2 separate regions of the Sus scrofa genome follow, and region 1 is linked to region 2. A link is a contact called in public HiChIP or PLAC-seq data. All regions are on one chromosome and are shown on one strand. Each heading gives the region's core, a stretch centred on a gene start, on an enhancer-like site or on the middle of the called end of the contact. The rest is flanking DNA. Distances are from core to core; before and after follow the strand shown. Region 1 holds the start of LOC100525350 (polyprenol reductase). Region 2 holds the start of KIT (KIT proto-oncogene receptor tyrosine kinase).

Evidence for each region. HiChIP or PLAC-seq counts read pairs in DNA pulled down with a chosen protein or histone mark.
Region 1: an H3K27ac HiChIP or PLAC-seq map of skeletal muscle shows a contact between it and region 2, with 5 times the contacts expected there. The contact joins the promoter of LOC100525350 here to the promoter of KIT in region 2. A contact is called at or near these places in 2 of 2 datasets of contacts at active chromatin or transcription factors (alveolar macrophages and skeletal muscle).

What each region holds. Positions count from the first base shown.
Region 1 is chr8:42,022,641-42,027,995 of Sscrofa11.1, forward strand. It overlaps LOC100525350 (polyprenol reductase), which reads left to right and starts at 1,712. Exons shown (of 7, transcript XR_298920.3): 1 at 1,712-2,054.
Region 2 is chr8:41,398,934-41,404,778 of Sscrofa11.1, forward strand. KIT (KIT proto-oncogene receptor tyrosine kinase) reads left to right here and starts at 3,401. Exons shown (of 22, transcript NM_001044525.1): 1 at 3,401-3,496. The coding sequence starts at 3,430.

The DNA of each region.
Region 1 (5,355 bases), core at 462-2,961, 620 kb after region 2:
AAAAAAAAAAGGTTGAGTTCAGGATTTGGGCCTGAACATTTGGAAAAATGACACTGCAGGCCAAGCCAGAGGTTTGTTGATTGTACAGTTCTGGTAATTAAATGAAGAAAAGACAGAAACCAAATGATATTTATTGGCAATGATCTAACAGGCTTGAGCCTGATTTACCAAAAATAACTCACACTCTAGTAAAAATTTAAAACATTTACAAATGCTCCTAATTGGGCCTAACTTGGGATTTCCTATTCAGTTACTGCCCTCTACAGGAAGCTTGTCTGAATATGAGCTGTGCGTGCTGATAAAAATCCAACCCCCAAAATAGAGGTTAATTTATTCCTCCATCCTCAGTCTTTCCTGTTTCCACTACACACACACACACACACACACACACACCTTGTTTTGCAATCCTGCCCCAGGTCAGGAAAGTACAACAGAACCTCCCAGGAAATCTGGTCCCTGCAAGGCACTTCAAGTAGCTTTTCTGGAAAGATGTCCTAGAAGGGCCAGCTGAGATTCTATGGGCTTACCCTAAAAACAGTGAAGGGGCAATGAAGAGGTGACCCTGCAAAAACCCTGGGTCATAGAAAGAGATCTCATTGTCCCAGCTGGAAGGCCAATGTGACCATCCTTTATCACATGGCTCTTAAGTCACTGGTACAGCCTGAGGTTTCCTTGCACAAGGAAGCAAAACTCTAAGAAGCTGGCACATTTAACAATGCAAAAGACTGTTCAAGCCACATTAACCTTCCACCCAGTTCCCTGACGCTGATTTACAACACACACAGGGTACCTCACTGGGATAAGGGCTGGTGCTCCCCTCACATGCCACCCAATCTCAGGAATGTAAGCTTCAAAAAGTCAAGGACATTGTCCCATAAGCCTCTCTGTTCTCATTGTCCAAAATGATACCCGTCATATAATAGGTATATGATAATATTTTTTGGAATTGTCATTTTAAAGGCTTTTAAAAGTATTAAAAGGGTTAAATTTTCATGTGTCCTAACCAAAAATCAATGTTGTTTAAAACTGATGAGTCAAGAAAAATCACACTGTTACTGCAGAGAGGTAAATATCAAAAGAAATTGCTGATGAAGTTAAAAGCTTTGCCTATGTGGAGTGGAACTGCAGCAGGAAAAGGACCAATTTTTATCACTTTCATTTTTGTATTTGCAAGTGTCTTCATGATTTTCTAGTTTGCGTATTCAAATCATACACATTTATCTAATATAATATTCATTTTTGTGTATGATCTACCGTCTTCATCCGTACATTCACATTACATAATTGCAATCATAGCTATATATTTTATAATTGGCTTTTTTTCCCTTAGTCCACAGGTTCAGTTATAGTAAAGAGTTCACTGCGTTTTTAGTTTTCATAATTACCATGTCAATTACTGTATGACATTCCAATGTGTTACTGTACCATAATTTAGCTAAATACCTTAAAGTGGAACATTCTGCATTGTTTCCACTTTTCCATTGAAAATAATGCTGCAATAAAAACTCTCAGGCACCGTCTTATCCGTTCTGCCTCTTTGAATCATACTGTTCAATCACATTCTGGGGTCCCATCTAGGCACCCCAACTCAAACCAGCGACAAAGGACAACCTGCTAGCATCAGCGGGACCCAGACCTTGGAGCCCGCGCGGTGGCGCGTCGTCTCCTCCCAGGGGGCGTGGCCTCCCCCAGGGGCGGGGCCTATCACGTCTCCGCCCCGCGCTGCGTCACCGACGTCCCGCCCGGCTAGCCCCGGGTGCGGTTTGCGTGTGCTGGCGTCTCTGCTGCCCCTCGCTGCCGACCTCCGGAGCGTGGACGCTGGGTGTGCCGGCCATGGTCCCCCGGTTGGAGGCCGAGCTCTTGGTACTGAACCCGCTGCGCGCCGTATGGCTCACGCTGGCCGCCGCCTTCCTGTTGACCCTCCTGCTGCAGCTCATGCCGCCCCGCCTGCTTCCGGGCTGCGCGCTCTTCCAGGACCTCATCCGCCATGGAAAAACGAAGCATGGGGGACCGCCGCGCCCTGCTATCTGCCGGGCCTTTGATGTCCCCAAGAGGTAACCGTGCTCGGGCGCGAGTCTCGGTGGCTAAAGCGTGCCGGGCTCAGACAGCCAGCAGGGGGCAGCAGAGGCGGGCGTGAGCCGAAGCGGACCCGGCCGGGGAGGCCCAGAGGAGTTCCCAGACAGGCCGCCCGCCTGCGCAGCCCGCTTCTGCTGCGTGGCCCTGGGGGCGAAATGCGCCGCGGTTCCGCCGTCACCGGTGATGCTGAGCCGCGCGCATCCTCGAGGGCGCAGGAAGGTGAATTGGTGGTTGCACGTAGTCTTTCCTTTGGGGAAAGACTTCCAAATTTAGGCCTGGTCACAAGTTCAAGTCTCTTTTGCCCCCAGATTCTCCTCCTTCCCTTCTCCTGCACTTTAGGGGCTCATCATCTGTCTTGAGGTCTGCGGAACTCACTAGAAATGAAGGCAAGCCCCCCCTTCGCTCCTCTCTGTGCCCTATGTGTCTCATCAATCCTCGCAGTCAGGACTAAGTCTGAGAAGCTGGTTACCGGCTGACGCCACTGACTCTCAAACCCGCACTTTGGCAGGTGCCCCTGGAGAAAATTGCCCGAGATGGCACGTTTTAGGCAAAGCAGGTCCCCCCAAGCGCCATTTGACTTTCAGCAAATTTCATAACTGAATTTAATGGGAAGTTACACCGTTAGGGCTTAAATAGAATTCTTTCAGAAATTGTAAGGCCTGTTTGGCGATATTTTTGTTTCTCTGTTTTTACTTTAAATTCAGAATATAGCCAGAACAGTGAGCCACCCACTTCTAGATGGTAGGAACAAAAGCCATGACTTTACTTGGAGGTACGTCCTAAGTTGGCATTTAGGAAAGAATATGGAGAAATATGACAGGGTTTATGATGTATAAACACCTTGGTCACTTACTGCTTAACCTCTCTGTAGGCAGTGCCCCATATTCACAGACAGGATAGGGCCTAAGTAAACTTGGCTTCCAAACCGTGGCTTCCCATTTTGGAGAAAGATTCATCAGGTATTAACACTGAGAGGGGAGAACTAGATCATTCTGAGCAACAGTGAAGGGAATGAGGTCCTGGGAAGAAGTAGAGGATTCAAACATGAGGATTAAACTTACTAGTTATTACAGGCTCTTTACAAGTGGAAATTTCCTGTTACTATTTTTGGCTTTGTTTGCTTGTTTGTTTGCCTTTTTAGGGCCACGCTGGTGGAATGTGGAGGTTCCCAGGCTAGCAGTCAAATCTGGCCTACACCACAGCCACAGCAATGCAGGATCTGAGCAGCATCTGCAACCTACACCACAGCTCAGAACAGTGCCAGATCTTTAACCCAGTGAATGATGCCAGGGATAGAACCCACATCCTCATGGATACTAGTTGGGTTCATCACCACTGAGACCCCAGGAGAACTCCCCTGTCACTATTTTTAATCAGGTTTCGACTATACTAAGTACTTTTCTACCTCATAGCGGAGGCATTCCTAGGTTGTCATTTATTTTAATGTTATAAAGTGAAGAAAAAAATTATTTTGAGAGTGTCAATTCTAGCAATTTATTTTCTGCATTTTGAAAAGGTACCAGTGGGAGTTCCTGTTGTGGCTCAGCAGTAATGAACCTGACTAGGATCCATGAGGACTCGGGTTCGATCCCTGGCCTCGCTCAGTGGATTAGGATCCGACGTTGCCATGAGCTGTGGTATAGGTTGCAGACGCATCTCGGATCTGGCATTGCTGTGACTGTGTCAGAGGCCAGCAGCTGTAGCTCCGATTAGACCCCTATCCTGGGAACCTCCATATGCTGTGGTGCGGCCCTAAAAAAAAAAAAAAAAAAAAAAAAAAAAAGGCAAAAAATAAATAAATACAACTTTTCCTTGTTCAAAATTTAGTAGTACTCTTAAAAGTGGAAATGAGCCTGTAAGTTCTATACTCCATTTCTAATGGACAGCTATAAATCATGTTTCTTCATCTAAAAGCTTAGGTAATTTTGTTTGGGATTATTTTTTCCTAAAGAGACAAGAATTAAACCTAAAATGAGTTCATGGAGTTTGATTTCAGTAGCCCTGTCTGATATTTTTCCTTTTTTTTTTTTTTTTAAGTTAATATGATAATTGTTTTTCTTGTTTTCTTTTTGGTTCCTAGCGTTTTGATTTCCCAGAAAGTCTGATTAAATATATGACCTAGAAAATGAGTTAAAGTGCTCTTGGCTTGCATAGTGTATTTGGAGGTACTTCTCTTTCTAATATTTCAAAATGTTATGGAAACACTGCAATTGAATGAGCTCTAGAGACAAAGAGAACCATCCAGGCTTTCCCTACTGGAGTTCAGGGGTCCTAACCAGCAGTCCAGGGGGGGGTCTGTGGATAGAATTTGGGGCAAATCAGATTGAAAAAAATTACATCTTTATTTCACTAACTTCCAGCTGATTTAGTTAGTGAAATAAAGTTCAGCATTTCTTTAATGATGAACGTAATCAACAAACCACAGTAGCATTAGCAGTACCTGCAATTTCGTGGCGGGTTTTTTTTAATATTACATTAAAAATATTGAAGGGATCTCAAAACATTATTTTTATCACTGTAAGAATACTATATTGTTATTCTCCACTAGATTTTGTTATTTAACACGTTGAAGAAACAGCACGTATATTACTATATCACATATGTTTCTTAGTGGTTATATTATCTCTATTTCAGTATAACTGGTTTGTAATCCCTAAGTATTTTTTGCTTGGCAAGGGGCCCGTAGTCATCACCAGACTGCCAAAAGAGTCTGTGGAAGAAAAATGTTAAGAACCCTTGTTCAAGGAATTCCCATTGTGGCACAGCAGAAATGAATCTGATTAGTAACCATGAGGTTGTGGGTTCAATCCCTGGCCTTGCTCAGAGGGTTAACAATCTGGTGTTGAGCTGTGGTGTAGGTCACAAATGAGGCTCAGATATGGCGTTGCTGTGGTTCTGACGTAGGCCAGCAGCTGTGGCTCCTGTTCAACCCCTAGCCTGGGAACCTCCATATGCCACGAATGTGACCTTAAAAAAAAGAAAAAAAAAAAAAAAAAAGAACTCTTGTTCTAGACTATAAACTTTCCATACAATTACTTTTGTCTTATTTGTTGCCATAGCCCTGGCCCAATCCCTGATCAGTAATTATCAGTGTTTTGAATGAATTTGAAAAAAAAAAGGTTTTAGGTTTAACTGGTTTGTTGATTAACTTGACTCCTTTCTCTGAGGGTAACTTTGGATGAGATACCTTCTCTTTCATTCATTTATTTAACCAAGCAAGATGTGGGGTGGTGGTGACAACACTGGAAAGGCTGTTCAGGAAGGGGTGGGGCAGGGATA
Region 2 (5,845 bases), core at 2,151-4,650:
CTGAGATAGAACCTATTATTGTAAATGTTTCTATCGGATATGATCGAAAACAGTTTGTTCCCTTAGCAGCTCATGTACCGCACCTTCTATATGCCTCCTTTTAATACATAGCTGGCAGGGGGTATTATTAAAAATAGCTAATAATCCTAAAGGCACAGGAACAGGAGACTTTCTGCTGTGCCTGGCATTAAAACTTTAATTGCTGGATTTGGGGAGATTTGGGGTATCTCAAGGGAGGAATTGAAGTGAGAGGGTACTTAGGTGTAGAGGGAAGTTAAGTTTTTTTTTTCTTTTCAATCAGTACAGAAAAATTTCAATATTCTACCGACAAATATGGCCAACTGGGTGTGTACTGGCTGAACAAAAGCTCTGTTAATAGATGTTATAGTTTCATATTTGGGTATCAGTTTTCCCTCCTGGACTGTGAATCCCTCTAGACAGAGATTCTGTCTTATTGATTTTTGTAGTTTATGCTTACCTAGGGGCTCATAGGTGGTTTTTTTTTAATTATTAAATTTTTCTTTTCTTTTTTTTTGGCCAAGTCCACAGCATGCATAAATTCCTGGGCCAGGGATCAAACATGAGCTACAGCAGTGACAATACTGAATCTCTAACTGCTAGGCCACTAGGGAACTCCCATAGGTATTTTTGAATGGTAAAAATGAATGATAGTCCAGCATTGTCTAATTCTCTATTCTGGTTTTTCATTTTTTTTTTTTTTTTTTTGTCTTTTGTCTTTTGTTTGTTGCTATTTCTTGGGCCGCTCCCGCGGCATATGGAGGTTCCCAGGCTAGGGGTGGAATTGGAGCTGTAGCCACCGGCCTACGCCAGAGCCACAGCAACGCGGGATCCGAGCCGCGTCTGCAAACTACGTCACAGCTCACGGCAACGACGGATCGTTAACCCAACGCCGGATCGTTAACCGGAGCAAGGGCAGGGACCGAACCCGCAACCTCATGGTTCCTAGTCGGATTCGTTAACCACTGCGCCACAATGGGAACTCCTGGTTTTTCATTTTTTTGATAGAAGTTTCCTGCCTAGAACTCAATTGCAATATGGTCTCTTTTCACCCACTCTTCTGAAGACTTGTTATCCTTTCCAGTATCAGTTGATTGAAGAAGAAAATTGTAAATTTCTCTCTCAGGCATAATGTTGATATTTTAACACATCTTCTGCCTCACTACAGAATGATTTTTGAAATAAATCAAGATCTCAGAAACTTATGATTGCTTTGAGTGCTAGCTTTTATCTCTGTCATTCTAAGAAAAAGATGTGATCTGATGTTCCGGAGCGCAAACAGAGCGCTTTGCATTTCACTCCTCCCACAGCTGTATGGCTTGAACCACTTGCTAGGTCTCCGGGGTGTGGGTTCCCACACTTGACCGTAAGGATTGTGGCAGGGCCCACACCTGTCTACGAACAATGCCTCCCAGTGCCCAGCTCCTCCTTGTTCACAGCAGATACGTAAATGCTTATTGAATAAATAAAATACATTTAAAGAAAGGTAGTCATATGTATTGATAAAGTAGTGATAATTTTGATGATTCTTGTTTAAAAAAAATAGTTGATTTACAATATTGTGCCAATTTCTGCTGTACAGCAAAGTGACCCAGTCACATACATACATACATTCCTTTTCTTATATTATCTTCCATCACAGTCTATCCCAAGAGATGGGATAGAGTTCCCCTGTGCTGTACAGTACAATCTCATTGCTTATCCATTCTAAATGTATTCTGTGATTAGTTTTAGAATTGACTTTTCTTAAAGGAATTTAGGTCCTATCAACATCCAAACAGGAGAGCTTTCAATATTAAATAAAGGGGGGGCTGGTTAGTTATAAATTTTGGCTGCTACTTTAGAGAGGAGTCTAGTCTGTATCTAAATGATTATTATCTGTATCTAAATTATTCTACTGCTTTTGCTGAGGGGCACTTCCCATTTATTTTCCATTCTTTTTTTTTTTTTTTTTTTTTGTCTTTTTAGGGCCACACCTGCAGCATATGGAGGTTCCCAGACTAGGGGTCTAATTGGAGCTGTTGTTGCCGGCCTACACCACAGCCACAGCAACTCGGAATCCTTTGCCCACTGAGCAAGGCCAGGGATGGAACCAGCAACCTCAAGGTTCCTATTCGGATTTGTTTCTGCTGCACCACAACGGGAACTCATATTTTCCATCCTTAAGCTTTCTAGAGGGGTGTTTCACTGATTTATGACACTGTGTGGGGAAACCTCATCATACCTAGAGTCAGTCTTAAACTGAATAAATCTTGGGCTACTTTTAGAATTGAAATAATAAACATATCTACCTACAAAGCCGTTATTGTGAGCATGAAAAAACATTCCACATAAGAAGGAACTGTAAAACCTCCACAGATACTGTTGTTTCCTTGGGGAAAGCACTTCCTAGGCAGTGGAACTTGGCTTAAGAGGATCATTTTACTATTGTTTTGCTTTGGGTACAGGCTAGGACAGCTAAGAGGAACACAAGAATCTCCACCCCTGTAACTGTCGTCCGATAGAGAGGCAGAGAAAGCAGGAACAAAAAAACGGGGTAGGGGGAAGGCGCCCAGAGGGCTTCTAGCACAACGACTTTGCTGCAGAAGGGTTTTAAAAACTCCCAGAGTAAACTTCGCAAGGCGCCCCTCCCCACCTCAAAGCCCCAGTCTCCACATAGGCCTCAGTCGGCCATGCCAATAGAAAACAATTGTGTTCTTACAGGTTAAGGAGCAGGTGGAGAAACTGAGCATTAAGAATTACCTACACCGGCGCTCAGCCTTTTACTGCGGTGCTCCGCGCCGCGCTTGGTCCCCCTCGAGTAACAGGAATGGAGAAGAATGTTGGGGACCAATCCCAGCCACCCCCCAGCCCCGATTCCTATCCCCGCACCACCTCCACCACCCGCAGCGTCCAGCCTCCTCCCGCGGGAGCGTGATCGAGGGGCGGCGGCGGCCCTTTATTGTCAGGGGACCACTACCAGGTGGCGGGCCCTTGCTCTGAGGTGCGCGTGGCGCCCAGCTTCACAAAGCGCGCGGGCAGCACCCTTTTGACCGGGAACCGCCTCTGGCGGCCTGACCACATCACAGGGGAGAAGAGGTGGAGAGATGAAGGGACTCTGGGCTCGAGAGCTGGCGGATGGGGCCGGCTAGCCCTCACCCTCCCCGGCGGGCTCAGACCCCTGGGATTAGCACGTCGAAAGTGCAGGGGTCAGACGCCGCCGCCAGGGAGCGAGACCGGGGCGCGAGGGAGGGAGGGGAGGCGAGGAGGGGCGCGGAGAAGGGGCGTGGCCGGCGCGCAGGAGGAGGGCACTGGGAGGAGGGGCTGCTGCTCCGCGCTCGCGGCTCTGGGGGCTCGGCTTTGCCGCGCTCCGTGCACTTGGGCGAGAGCAGGAACGTGGAAAGGAGCTCCGGTCCCAGAGCAGCCACCGCGATGAGAGGCGCTCGCCGCGCCTGGGATTTTCTCTTCGTCCTGCAGCTCTTGCTTCGCGTCCAGACAGGTGGGAGGGCGCCGCGGGCACAGGAACCGCTTCCCCCGGCACAGCCTGTGCCCCCCGAGGGCTCGAACACAGTCGGGTGTGTCAGAAGAGGTGGCTGCCGCCCCCCGGGGGCTGCTGCGCTTTAGCCTCCGGGAAGATTCGGGGCGGCCCCGGAACTCTCCTGCGCTCAGCCATGCTCACCTGTGCCAGGAGCCCCCCCCTGCCGCTGGGGGTGGGGGCGCTGAGCTGCGGGTCTTTTGGGAACCTGGGCGGCGAGGGGGCTTAGGCTGAGCGGGGTGCCCGCGGAGGGCGGCGGGGTGCCTGCGAGTTTAGGGCTGCTTTTGTGCCGACGATGCGCGGAGGCAGAGGCGGGCGGCTCGCGGGTTCGCACCCAGCGCGTTATCTCCACCCGCCGAGGCGCGGCCGTTGCTTCCTTTTGTTGAAAGTTGTGCGTGTGTGACCGGCGCACGGGAGGACGGGCTCGCAGCTTCTGAGCCGCACCGAGAGCGAAGTTGCAGGAGAGCCTTTTCTTTGGTCTGAGACAGCTGCTTTCCAAACCGCGGCGCTCTTTGTGCCCCGGCGCTAGAGACGACCCGCTGCCGCCTCTTGCTTGTGGCGCCACCCAGGACCCGAGTCGAAGGCTACGGCGTCCCAGGCACCCTGGTTATGCATTTTGCACGGGGAGCGCGCGGCGTGCGGTTCTGGAACCGGGGAACCTGGAAGTGCGGCTCCAGGGACAACTTGGGCAGGGCATGTGGAAAGCAGCCGCTAGGTTGCAGACTTTTTGCTTTTGTAAATCCAGTGCTGGAGACTCGCCCCTTTCTGCCGCGGTGCCGTTCTTTCCCTGCAACGCGCCTCGGAGAGGCTGGTGGGTGCGTTTGCTGCCTGCTCCCGGGCGAGGCAGCGAAGGTGAGCCGGGACACTGCAGTCCCCGACCCCGGCCGCCGCCCATGCCGGGCCACAGTGCCGGCCAGGCTGGCGGGGCTCTGCAATACCCTCGGCTCCGTGTCTTTTACCTGTAATCGCAAGTCCCTATTTTCCTTGGGAATTTTGAGATTCTCAACACCCTCTCCCAGGTGATAGCTCTACAGACGGGCTGCTTGAGGTTGGGAATGGGAGATGGAGTGGAACTTTCTGCAAATCTTACTTAGATCTTAAAACTGTTGTGAAAATCGGTTATATGTGCGCGGGAAGTTGGGTCTTCAGGTGGAGGAGGTGGATCGGCAGACTCCTGGAAGCCCTCAATCAGATTCCTGCCCCTTCTCTTTTTCTGGGTGTCGATGGTGCGCAAGTCGCCTGGCTAACCGCCGAAGCTCTGGTTTTTCTCAGGTGTTTTTTTATTTTTTATTTATTTTTTTTAACCGTTAAGACTCCCTTGATGATGTAAGGATAGAAAGTGAGTCTGGACTGGAATTCAGGGGCTCCAAAGGAAGCATCGCTAAAAACTATTGTGGGACTCTGCTGGTCAGTTTTCCCATAAAGTCTGAAGATGCAGCTCCCCCTCCCCGGTCTTGTAAAGCATTGTGAGGGCTTTCCTGTGGGGGGAAGAGAGGAAGGAGGGATCATGAATGAGTGTCCGGATTCCGGGAGCGGATTTGACCGCCTGAGCTTCAAATGAGACGTTTGGTCCCTACATCTTTGTGCCTTGACATTCTAATTTCAGTTAAGGTATGGGCAGGGGACCCGATGGGGGCCCAAGAAAAACTACATAGACCGTTTTCCCTTTTTAAAATTAAATGGATCAGTTGCTTCTTTCTCATAATTAGCCTGCTCCATCCAAGAGATTTTTTTTTTTCCTTTTTTTGGGGGGAGGGGGGCAGAGGGAATTTTAAGGTATGGCTCCTGGAGGGCACTGTGGTGTAGTGACAAAGGCTTGTGCTGCTTTTCTGGTTTCTCAGCTTTTATTGGCTGTGTGCCCTTGTGCCAGCAGCCCCTTAAATTTGGGAGCGTCCAGGGTCCTCAACAGAACAGCGAGGCATGTGCATCAAGAAGGATGCGTTGGGTCCCAAATCCTCCTTTTCCAATATTATGAGCGTAGCCTGCACTTCTTCTAAACCCTTTACTTGAATCTTTCCTGCCTCCTCAAAATTCCCCTGCCTCTCCTGGTCACAGGAACTGCATGGTGGTGTCCTACTCGTCTGCCTCTGCTTAAAGCAGGGAGGTGTGTGCCTTCCCCGGTCCACACATGCTCTCCTTTCGGCTCCCTCTGAGCGCTAGGAGATGCCAACTCCGCAGGACCCTCCATCACCCCCCCCCCCACTGTTTACAACTCCTGTGCCCAGCAGGATGAACCTGCAAGGAATAGTGAATCATCACCCCCTCTTCTGGTTCCTGCAGGTGTGAGGCTCGAGTCATCCCCAGCAGCTGGAC